Linked DNA regions of Mus musculus: region 2 is linked to region 1. The links are chromatin contacts, called in public Hi-C maps. All regions are on one chromosome and are shown on one strand. Each heading gives the region's core, a stretch centred on a gene start, on an enhancer-like site or on the middle of the called end of the contact. The rest is flanking DNA. Distances are from core to core; before and after follow the strand shown.

The links. A called contact is a pair of places that touch in the nucleus more often than the background predicts.
Region 2: a Hi-C map of the G1E-ER4 cell line shows a contact between it and region 1, with 2.5 times the contacts expected there. The contact joins two enhancer-like sites. A contact is called at or near these places in 1 of 484 Hi-C or Micro-C datasets (the G1E-ER4 cell line) and 2 of 9 other capture datasets (adipose tissue and liver).

What each region holds. Positions count from the first base shown.
Region 1 is chr1:125,922,999-125,929,174 of GRCm38.p6, forward strand. All of the region lies in intron 16 of Nckap5 (NCK-associated protein 5), which reads right to left. Among named protein-coding and RNA genes, the nearest start is that of Lypd1, 14 kb to the left of the region's middle. Within about 2 kb of position 3,518, at least 4 of the 459 cell types and tissues checked have an H3K27ac peak or open chromatin away from gene starts, as enhancers often do. A contact at or near this core is called in the G1E-ER4 cell line, where this site is marked.
Region 2 is chr1:126,003,858-126,009,535 of GRCm38.p6, forward strand. All of the region lies in intron 14 of Nckap5 (NCK-associated protein 5), which reads right to left. Among named protein-coding and RNA genes, the nearest start is that of Gm35562, 39 kb to the right of the region's middle. Within about 2 kb of position 1,839, at least 1 of the 459 cell types and tissues checked has an H3K27ac peak or open chromatin away from gene starts, as enhancers often do. A contact at or near this core is called in the G1E-ER4 cell line, where this site is marked.

The DNA of each region.
Region 1 (6,176 bases), core at 2,268-4,767:
GCCTCTAACTCCAGCTCCTGGGGGTCTGACGTCCTTTTCTGTCCTCCCTGGGAACATATGTACACATAGATACAAACCTATGCACATAATGTAAGACAATATAAAATAAATAAAAATATGAATTATAGAAGAACAATGAGAAAGATCAACCCAGGATAGCTCAATGTTCAACAAACATTTTGTCAGTTCCATAAAACATCCCATTCCTTCCTATGTGTTGTATTTCGCCAGAATTAAGATAAAATTATTGCATTAAATTTGTCTCCTATAGGTGGCAACAGTTGTATGAGTGACTTTCTTGTTGGGATTTTTGTTGCACTTGGCAACAAAAGTAAAACTAAGCAGGCAGGAGGAGGACATGTTCTCAGGGTAGAAACAAGCAACGTGGTACACTCCTGTATTATTTTCTTGTCTTCAAGGCAAACAGAGACTTCTTAGCAACAATCCTAGCCAGGACAGTGAGGTATGCTCCCGAAGTCTCTTGAGAGTCACACTGCAACTAATTTAACACCTTGCTGTCAAACTATAATAAGTCAAACAAATTTACTGTATTGCTGACTCTGCTTAAATGAGCTTATGGTTATGATTCACAGGGGAGACTTCGTTAGAAAGGGTGCTCTTGGACAGATTGTAAGGGATACACAGAATTAAGATATATTAAGGAAATGGGAGACTATTCCAGTATGATGCCATGTCACCTGCTCCTGTTCTCTCAGTACACTTCTCTGTGGTTTACATCAGATCAACATATGCTCTGAGAATATATCTCTTAACCTAGTAGGTTCTGTCGTGGACAGACGCGGTGTCAAGCTGGAAACACTGACTGACATATGCCAAAAAGATTCTCAGCAATCCAAGCAGACTCTCAGAACGATCACCACAGTGGGTGAGATGAAATACCTTCATTTCCAAACAGTTTCCTCTCTAGGTTCTCATAGGCCTCTAACATGAACACAGAAGACAAGGGAGACAGGAGCCAACTGTACCCTACACAGGATATTTATGGGACCTGTGGTTTGCACAACTTTATGATCCAGGTGAAATCTGACCTGTAAACATGTATCATATGTTTTTGCTGTTAATGATACTCATGAAAGAAACTGCATAGAGCCATATTGTTGATGTTAGGGAGGATCAATTGGGAGGTGAGACAAGCTCTGGCAGATGTGAGGATATTTGAGGAGAGACTGAAAAACTCAAGAGATTAAACCAGTAAAATACATATCTATAGCATGTGTTCATACCTATTGATGGATCTATCTATCTATCTATCTATCTATCTATCTATCTATCTATCTATCATCTGTCACCTATCATCTATGTCTACCTACTATCTACTTGTACCTGCTGGCGTCTACTTCTTAGAGATGCATTCATAATATATTCTATAGCTAGAACTTCTCCCACCATCAGAGAAATATACTGCAAACCTAAAAAACAGCGAAATGAATTATTGTATGATTAAGGCTATTTTATCATTTTAACTAAATTTTTGTTGTAGATTTTATTTTAAAGATATTGGTTATCATGCGTATTGTAAAATGTTAGAAAGCTGTTCAAAGCTGCTGGGGGAATTAAAGTTGAGTTTCTTTCCTCAGATAAGCACTAACTCAGTTTCAGAGTCCTCTGCCCAAATTAGTGTAAACAGGGTCTTAATTAACATCCTGCGTCTCTTAGTTTTCTATTGCTATAGAGATTCACTGCCAATCATTCTAGAAAAGTACATGGAGGGCAAATAGCCTTACTTACTAAGTATTTTTCTTAGTATATGTCAAGTACTATGTGACTTTATTGTAAGAATTATCTCATTTTATCCTTAAAGCAAACCCATGAGAGAGTTTGATTATCAACTCCATTACATAAATGGAAAAATACAGACGGAATGGTCTAAATACTAGTCCAAATATGCATAGCTAATCTGCCAGAGAGTCAGGAGTGGGAAAAAAAGCAACCTGAATACAGAATGCAAGACCTTAATCAGTACACATTATAGTAGGTATCTGGAACCTAGTGTAGGATCGCTGACACGGTGCTAATTAGCTGTGTAACCCCTCTGACACTCTGGTTCTTTACATTAAAGTGCTTTTCAAATCTTCCCTGTCTATAAAGCTCTGGAGCCTTAATTGGGTGCCCTGTGTGCATCTATTACTGTCTCAATAAACAAGCTTAAGGTTCTCCCCGCATCTCATCTTAGTTCTCAGCCACTTGGAAAAGTGAAAGGTTGACAATAGACTCCAATATCATCTTTCCTACCAAGAAAGCTTCAGCTGAAGAGTGAGGTTCCCATCTGTAAATAGGTGAGCTTGCTCACACTGGTAATAAGAAATGAAGAGCTTACTAGGCAAGCAAGAGTACTTGAGGAATTCCATCTCCCTATCTCACTGAGAAGAGCTAGCCAAGGTGGCACATGCCTGAAATCTCAGTACTGTAGAGACAGAGGCAAAAGGGTCTCTGCCGCTCACTAGCCAGGCAGCCTAGCACAATCAAAGAGCTCTAGGCTTAGTAAAAGATCCTGTCTGAAAAAATAAAGGCAGAAAACAAATGAGGAAGAAACTCGAGGTTGGCATCTGGCCTGTGCACATATACCCACATGTGTGCATGCAAACACATGCACACGCACGCGCGCGCGCGTGCACACACACACACACACACCTTCCCATAACCTTCATATCACACACAACAAAAAAGAGTGTGCTTCTGACAGCTAGCCCAACCCGAGAGAGATGCGGGAAGGTCCTCAAGTGTCTGTGTGCTGCCAGAACCCTTCCTGAAGTTGCCAATGAAGTGAGTCACTCTTCCCTCCCTTCTGAGAGATGCTCAAGGAGCCCAAACACAACAGAACTGAAGCATCATTCTCAGCAGCTTTCTTTATTTGGAAGAATACACCCAAATTTGTATGTCACCATGATGCCTCTCCACCACTAGGGCTGGGTCCCGAATTCACTATGCAGTATGTATTTAAGGCTGGCCTTAAATTTGCCAGGTTGACTTCAAACTTGCAATTATCCTGCTTCAGCTTCCTGAATGCTGAGATTATAGATATGGATCACTATGCCTGGCTCTTCAACATAAATAGCCACTGACAAGTTGGGGCCCAGATGATAAAGATAATTCTGGGACTATGGTGAAATGGGTTGGGCAGAGAAGTCTCTCTAGGTGTAGAGAGACATACAGTCACGTACAGAGATGACTCAGCAGATGTGAAAGAAAAAGAGCTTCTATTCGGAAGCAAAAAAAGTCAAATAAAGGAGGCTGCCGAACCCAGGGTTCTGGTTTTGTATTATTTGTATTATGCCTCTCTTTTTGTTGTTGTTGTTGTTGTTGTTGTTGTTGTTGTTGTTGCTAGGAGTGAATACCCAACAGTAGCAACTTGGCAGTTTATTTTAACTCACAATTTGAAGGGATACAGTCTATCATGGCAAGAAAAAGTAGGTGGGCAGGAACAGAAAACTGTCTACATTTCCTCTGCTGTCAGAAAGCCAAGAGCAGACAGGAAGTGTCTGCTAGTGGGCCATAAAGCCTCAAGGCTGTTCCCAATGATTCACTTCCTCCTGCTCCTAAAGGTTCTCCAACCTTTCCAAACAGTGCTACAAGCTGGGGACCAAGGATTAAACACAAACCTATGGGGGGCATTCCATATTCTAACCACAAGACGGACAGGCTTGGTGCTCAAGGTGAAATTTTTCCCACCTTGGACATTGGGATGAGAGACTGAATAGAATTTTGTCACCTAGGGATAGGGGAGAGGCATTTTAAAGCCCATTTTAAGTGACATTTACTGGGGACAGACCCAACTCCAGGGTAACACAGCCATTTCTCTTTGCTCAGAGGTGCTAATTAATCTATCCCATAATATCTCCTGTGCTGTATTCCTGGTAGAGCTACCTTTTGAGACGTAAAATCAGCCAGCCAGATCTTGGGTGAGTTCTGGAGACCCCCGTGCTCTTCTCAAGAGTTGTGGTGTTAACCCTGTTAACCAGGTCAGAATCCAGCATGGATAATTACACTCTCCTAGCATTATATTCCTCTATTAACTCAACTGGACACATGACTTCACTTGCTCCCCTGAAAATTTAGCATGACCTGCTGTAACAGGGAACCATTCTCTCTGGTCAACCCCAGGCAGAGATATGTGCTTCAGCACCTTGGGGGCACTGTTTCCTTAGTAGGGTCTTGCTAATTCTTTAGCATCTCCTGGGGAAACTGGCTTTATTAGGTGAAAGAGTAATTTTCAACTGAGATGTGCTTTTATGACTTTGTTAACTCCATTGCTGTCTTTAACAGTGATCAATGGTTCCCAATGACCTTTGCAGGAACTCTTGAACCCAGAGTGTGCAAAACTGAATTTGCTGAGAAAAAAAGAAAGAAAGTGGAGAGAAGGTCAGGAAGAAGAAGCACAGAATTGGTAGGGAATAGTACATCTCATAGGAATGGAGGGATGTCCATTACACACACACACACACACACACACCACAGAGCCACTTAAAGGCAAGAGAATCGGAACATGGGAAGGCATTTTGGAAAGAGATGGTATCTGTACTGGCTAGTTTTGTGTCAACTTGACACAGCTGGAGTTATCACAGAGAAAGGAGCTTCAGTTGAGGAAATGCCTCCATGAGATCCAACTGTAAGGCATTTTCTCAATTAGTGATCAAGGGGGAAATGCCCTTTGTCGGTGGGCCCATCTCTGGGCTGGCAGTCTTGGGTTCTATAAGAGAGCAGGCTGAGCAAGCCAGGGGAAGCAAGCCAGTAAAGAACATCCCTCCATGGCCTCTGCATCAGCCCCTGCTTCCTGACCTGTTTGAGTTCCAGTCCTGACTTTCTTGGTGATAAACAGCAGTATGGAATTGTAAGCTGAATAAACCCTTTCCTCCCCAACTTGCTTCTTGGTCATGATGTTTGTGCAGGAATAGAAACCCTGACTAAGACAGTATCCTAATTTGTTTTCCATTGGTATGATAAATACCATGAAGTAAATAAACTCGGAGAGGAAAGGGTTTATTTGACCTCTGTGTTCTGATTATAGCCCATTACTGAGGGACATCAAGGCAGGAGTTTGAGTAGTAGCAGAGTCAGGAACCAGGAAGGAAAGCTGCTTACTGAATTGTTTTCCAAGGCTGGCTCAGCTTGCCTTCTTATATAACTCATGGCTACCTGTACAGAGGAATCACCAACCACGGTGGGCAGAGCACTCACACATCAATCAGCAATTAAAAAATATAGTATAGCGCCCCATAGGCCTTATAGACACGCCCATAGGCCTTATAGACACGCCCATAGGCCAACTTGATGAAGGTTCTTTCCCAATTGAGGTTCTTTCTTCCCAGTTGCCTCTAATTTGGGTCAACTTGACGAAAACTAACCAGAATGCAATGCATTCTCAGATAGTGTAAAATAGACAAAAATGTATTCTTCACTATATAATAAAAAGAATATCACAAACTTTGTTATGTCAGAGAAGGGGACTCGGGAAGAGGGAAGGTATTCTGATGGGTAAAGCTGGAGTAAACATGGAGGCATGCTTGCCATTTCTAAATGATCTGGGGATATCATCTGAAATGCCAATTTGAAGATGTTTATTCTCCCATCACTACTCCTGGTAGTAGATGCATCCTCAAGTAGAATTTAAAACATAACTTGAGGCTGAGGAGATGGCTCAGTAAGTAAAGTGCTTGCTATGTAAGCAGGAGGACACATTCATTTGGATCACCAGAACTCACAGAAATGTAGGCTTACCAGAATTGCAGCCTCAAAAGGCTGGGATGGAATCTCTATTGGAAGCTGGCTAGCAAGACTCACCTCATCAGCAAGCTCTGGGTTTGACTGGGATATCCTGCTTCAATAAATATGATAGAAAAGCCCCAGGGGATGATTTCCAGAACAAACCTCTGGCCTCCACACCTAAATGTACATATAGTCACACTTCTGTGCAATGTACATAAACATATGAACACACACCATACATAAATCTAAAAAATAGCACAATAAGCTTTTCAATGCAGTAGATTTCATGAGAATTGGAAAATTTCCCCCAAAGTTAAATAGGAATTACTTTTTAGTGACCTGGAATTAGGCAAACTAGGCAGTCCACTGATAACAATTTGCATAAGTAGCATAACTAAATGAAACATGCATCTCTGCATTGGGAGATTCCTTTCTGTACAGAATGACAACTA
Region 2 (5,678 bases), core at 589-3,088, 79 kb after region 1:
TGCCTCACGCTCCTGTTGCCATAATTCCCCACCACAATGGACTGCATGCAAACTACAATATGCAATAAGCCTTTCCTTCTTCTCTAAGTTGTTTTAATCAGGTATTATGTCTCAGTAACATGTAAAGTAACTAGTATAATATTAAAATTGCCTTTCTGTCTGAGATGATCAGATAAACATGTGACACATGTCTAAAGGCACATAATTATTCAGTAATAAAGAAAGAGGGAAGGATGACATTTGCAAGGGAACATAAAAGAAACTATTATGTTAAATAAAATAAACCAGATTTAGACACATAGAATCTAGATTTAAATATACATGAAGGCTTAAGGGAGATTATTTGAAAAGAGAAAAGAGACCAGTGGGAAGAGAAGAAGGTACAAACATAATGGGAGAAGAGAATATTATTGAAATATGAAAAAGTAATGAATGAAACCTATTGACTTGCTCAATGAATATATGGTTTAATATGAAATGTACCCATAGGCTTATGTGTTTACTATGTGGTCCCCAGCTGGTGGCACACTTTTGAGAGGTTGAGAGGGGCTAGAACCTAGCTGGAGCAAGTGTGGCTTGGGGTTGGACCTTGTGATGGATAGCTCAATCAAGTTCTGGTGTGACCTTTTCTGCTTCAAAATTGGTATTGTGTTATGAGCAGCTGTGGATACTACTCACCAGCTACAGCACTGAACAGGCACAACGGACTGTCTTCTCTTAAACTGTGAGCCCGACTAAGCCCTCCTCCCTCATGCTTTATCCTTTCAAGGATTCTGACACAGTGCTAAGTGACTAATGCATATGCTAATTTAAGAAGGCAAAAATCTGAATAAATTATAGCACCATATCTGAGAAGCACTGAGAAGTTTTAATTTTTTTGTGTACCTGTGGTGTGTGCTTCTTTGCATTTATGTACAGGTGGGCTCAGCTGTGTGGTTGTGTGTGGAGGTCAGAGGCTGACTTCAGGAGTTTTTCTTAACTACTTACTACCTAATGTTTTGAGACAAAACTCTCACTGAACATGAAGTTCACTGTTTTGGCTAGACTGGTTTGCTGGTAAGCACCTGGGAGCCCACTTTCTCTACACACTCATCAAAAAACCAGCATTGGAGTTACAAACACTGCACCTGGCTTTTTACATGATATAAGTGGATCTGAATGCAGCTACTTGGGTTTACATGACAAACATCTTATTTACTGAGCCACCTTTCTAGTCCTGAGAAGTGTTTTTATTATTATTTTAAAACTGTGGGGTGTGTGTGTGTGCACGTGCACATGAGGACATGAGTATGTGCTGGCAGAGTCTAGAAGAGGGAGTTGGTCCCTCAAATCTGAAGTAGTTGTAAGTCACATGATGACAGTGTAGGAAACAGAACTTGCATTCTTTGGGAAGCAGCACATATTCTTAATCACTGAACCATTCATATCTCCAGCTCTAAGAGCCTTCGTTTTGTTTTTGTTTTAAATACTAACAAATATCACATAGGAAAGGGAGTATTCCTAACACTTGATTTAAACTGGAATTATCTGCACCTGCTTTTAACATAGGGACGTTTTGAGGAGTAGGTTAACAGCCAGAGAAGTGAGACAGGTCAAAATACAACTTGTTCACTTAGAAATGGGGTGGTGGAGACCCACTCCAAATAAGTTCTTGCACAGGCTGGCTGAGTTTCCTCCCAATGAGTTCTTGCTGAGGGAGCTTAATGCTAAGTTTCAGATGGGCAGAGCGTCACCTGAAAGCATAATTCGCCTCCATCTGGGAGTTGACACAATCGAGTTACAGGCAGAGACTGTTTATCAAGGTGGCATGAAAGTCTCTCTTCAAATTCCACCTGCTTTTATAATCAAACAATAACATCTCCCGAGCATAGGACTTTAGCTCTGTGAGGAACATATTGGAAATTGATTCAGTGCTTCTGGCTTGGCTGGGACAATGCTTCATAACCTGTTAACCTCGAAGCTCATTCTGTCCCTCCCCCTTCTTGAAAAGCTTTTAGCTGCACCAGGGTGGCAGAGCAAAGATAAAGCAAGCATCCTTTTATCTGATCCTGGGCAAAATGAGTGGAGCCGACACTGCGCCAGAGATAAGGTGATGGGTAAACCAAGATTCTCCCATTCTACCTCGGGGGTTGATGAAAGAAATTAAGAGTGACATTGATAAGTTATTTTGGGGGGGGATATTATCCATTTTCAAAACATGAGGATTTTTGTTTAGAAGCACTAAGGTCTGGGTTCATGTCTATGAATTATTAAAAAAGTATCCAGTGGATTATTAATAACAATAAAATGAGGACAGAAAGTAGGAGGGAGTTGGGGTGGGGAGCACTAGGGAGATAGGGTGGGGGGCACTAGATGGAGTGGGGAACACTAGGGAGATGGGGTGGGGAGAGCTAGGGAGAGCTGGAGGGAAAAAATTGCTGGTGGATGTGATGGAGATACATAGCATAAATGTATGAGAAAATTAAAGAGTAAAAAGTATTTTTTGGTTGTTTTCAAGACAGGGTTTCTCTGTATTGCCCTGGCTGTCCTGGAACTCACTTTGTAGACCAGGCTGGCCTTGAACTCAAAAATCCACTTGCCTCTGCCTCCCAAGGGCTGGGATTAAAGGCATGCACCACCACCACCCAGCGTAAAAATATTTTTTAAAGAGTTTAAAAACATTTAGTATCACCTATGTGAAAAGAAGGCCCAGTGTTGTTTGATGTCTAGATAGCTACTAACAGAAAATAAATGATGAACTGCTGTGATCATGGCAATACTAGGAAGCATTATGCTGCGATGTAAGATAATGAGGTAGCTGAGGATGTAGGTCAGTAGAAAGAGTATTTGCTTGGCTAGGATACATGAAGCCTGAGTTGGCTTTTATCTCCAGCACCATGTATACAGCACACACAGACCACACATAACTGTAAACCCAGAACTCAGTAGGCAGGGGCAGGAAGGACCCAGACTTCAAGGTTCTCCTCACTAGTCACACGAAGAGTTTGAGGCCAGTCAGAGTTATATAAGATTTGGTCTCCATAAAGTATGAAATAAAAACTAACAACAATAATAACCCAAAACCAACAAGGTAGATCTAGATGGAGTCTTGTCCTGAAGTGTCTGCAATGAATTGATTTTTAAAAGTTGTGCTGCAACATATCTTCAAAGGTTCCTAGATCAGCTCTGCATTACAATGGATTGACTGAAAATTCTCATTTTTTTATTTCTGATGCACATCTATGGTTCAAGCCAAAAGAATCCCTGTTTCTATTTCTTTTCTCAGTCACATGTCATCAGTAACTCAATTTTTACCTCTGCCTTTTGCCAGAGTTTTCTTCACCTGATTTGTTCTCACAGTTGCCTCTTGGATTCAGCTAAAGCATTTCTAGAACACTGTAGACTTAATATATACATTGCGAGGAATCCTTGTGTCCTTTAACATGAAATCTTTTTATTTAGTGTGCATGGGTTTGCAGGGTCAGCTGTGTCCATGGATGTATGAGTGGGTGTTGTTATGTGCACATGTGTACAAATGCAGGAGTGCTTAAGGACTCTACACATGAGTCACCCATGCACATGTGATTACATGCAGTTGTGAATACATACACACAAGTACACACAAAAATATTATCCCATACACACAAAGAAATTTCTACTCTTGTTCAAACCTCTGAAACTTAGAGCTTCTCAGTTACTCCCTGTATTTCTAGTCTGAGAAATACAGTCTTGGAGTTAAGACAAAATGTGATCTACAAAATCCAGATAAGATCCACTATGGACCACTATGTTTAAGTATATTCTATCTGGGCTTTGATATTATTTGGCAAGTGCCATTGCCCTGCTTCTTGTTCTTGATTCAAGCAAAGTCATTGGAAGAGCCTGTGGAACAGGCCTTACTTTCTTCTTACAACCAAGGAAACAAGCACAGTTATAATAACATTGGCACTCAGCCAAGCCCTTCCTCCTTTGCGGTGAGGATGCTGCTGCCTTGAGTCTCCCTTGCATGAACACAATACAGCGTTACCTCCACAGTAGCAATCATCCATCCTGTGCATCCTCTATCCCTTCTGCCTTCTGTGCCCTGCGCACGGGGCTGCAGACTAGGCTAGGTGCTGTGTGGATAGATGAAAAGGGTACAGGTATCTGTCTATGTCACAGGTAAAATATCTAAGCTGTCTCAAATTTACTATTATTTGGCTCAAAATAGTTTTGTTTCACTTCTGAGTTTTAAGGCAGAAGTACATTTATGCAAAACTATCCCTTTCTTATGTAAGGTGGCCTTGATAGTTTTCTTTCTTCCTTATCCTGTCATTTGCCTAACCAAGCACTTTGAATATCTCAGACCTACAGCCCCCAGGAACTGCACTTAAATAGAGGTTACTATTTACTGAAGTATAATGCAAATACCTGATATGAAAGAGTCCTGCTTAATCTGGTTCTATAGTGACATAACTTATATTTCCGTATTAACTAAAGTCTTCGAGAAGACAGGAATAAGGGGACTACACCCTGACAAACTGGAAATGTACAGGTTTAAGGACATAAGGAACTCAAAGGGACTTCTGATCGCCTCCTACTTTGTACATTAGCCCAGGCTGGGGATGGAGGGAGGAGGAAGTAACGTATTGGGCTATAGGAATCCTTGAGGGCAATAGCAGCTCTTGGGATAGCAAAGAGAACTCTCTGAACAGGACCCTCCACGGTTCAGGGAAAATGTTGGAAGAGGGAAAGGAAAGAACATAAAAGCCGGAAAATAGGGAGACAGGCTGTGAAATGTTGTCTTCTGGGCATGACACAGACATTACTAACATAATCTCACAGCAATTGTGGCTGCCTGTACTGCGCCCGCACAAGGTAACCATGGGTCAGGGACGAGCCTAAGTAGCTCTTCTCCTCCCTGCTGAACTACTGGATATTGATGGATACCAGGGAAAGGGCAGTCATCGTCGTCAGTTATATACCCAATAGAGAGCCCATCAGCTAGAATGGCTCGTTCCAAACCTCTGGTTACACAGAAAGCCTTGATCTAAATCAGTTGGTCAGGAAACCAAACAAAACAAAAACATAAGGGAGGAGGGGGTCGAAGGGGGTGTGTAGGGAGGAGAGAGGAGAGAGGGTGAGAACAACCAGAATGTCTTATGTAGACATAAGAAATTTTCAAGTAGTAAATGCAATGAAATAGTACAAGTGCAAGCTCCAAGGCATGGTGCTCTGGCCATCCATCGAAAGCTGCATGGCTGGAGTGGGACCCTGTCCTCTGTCTTGCCATGCTGGTGCTGGAAAGCCTCTACAGAAGAGGCTGGAAGCACACCTAAGAGGCTGCAGAACTGAGATGGGGCTCATAGAACCTCCATCCAATGAGGTGGATGTTGGTATGTGCACAAGTGTGAGGTCATTAAACAGCAGTCCTTTCTATGTCTTATAGCTTTGTGGCTACCACTAGATTCTATATGACTTCTTCCTCAAAATCCTCAAAATATATTTGGGGGTTTGGATTTTTGTTTGGTTGGTTTTGTTTATTTGTTTAAAAATGCCTGGATCCTGTGTCTTGAGGAATTTTCAAACATTTTTATTATACCTGGTTAGTTATAAATTCCTTTATTTACTTGTTTGTTTAGTTAGCTATTTGCATGAATGTGTATACGAACAGGTATGCCACAGCCCATGTGTGGAAGTCAAAGGACAGCTTGTGGAAT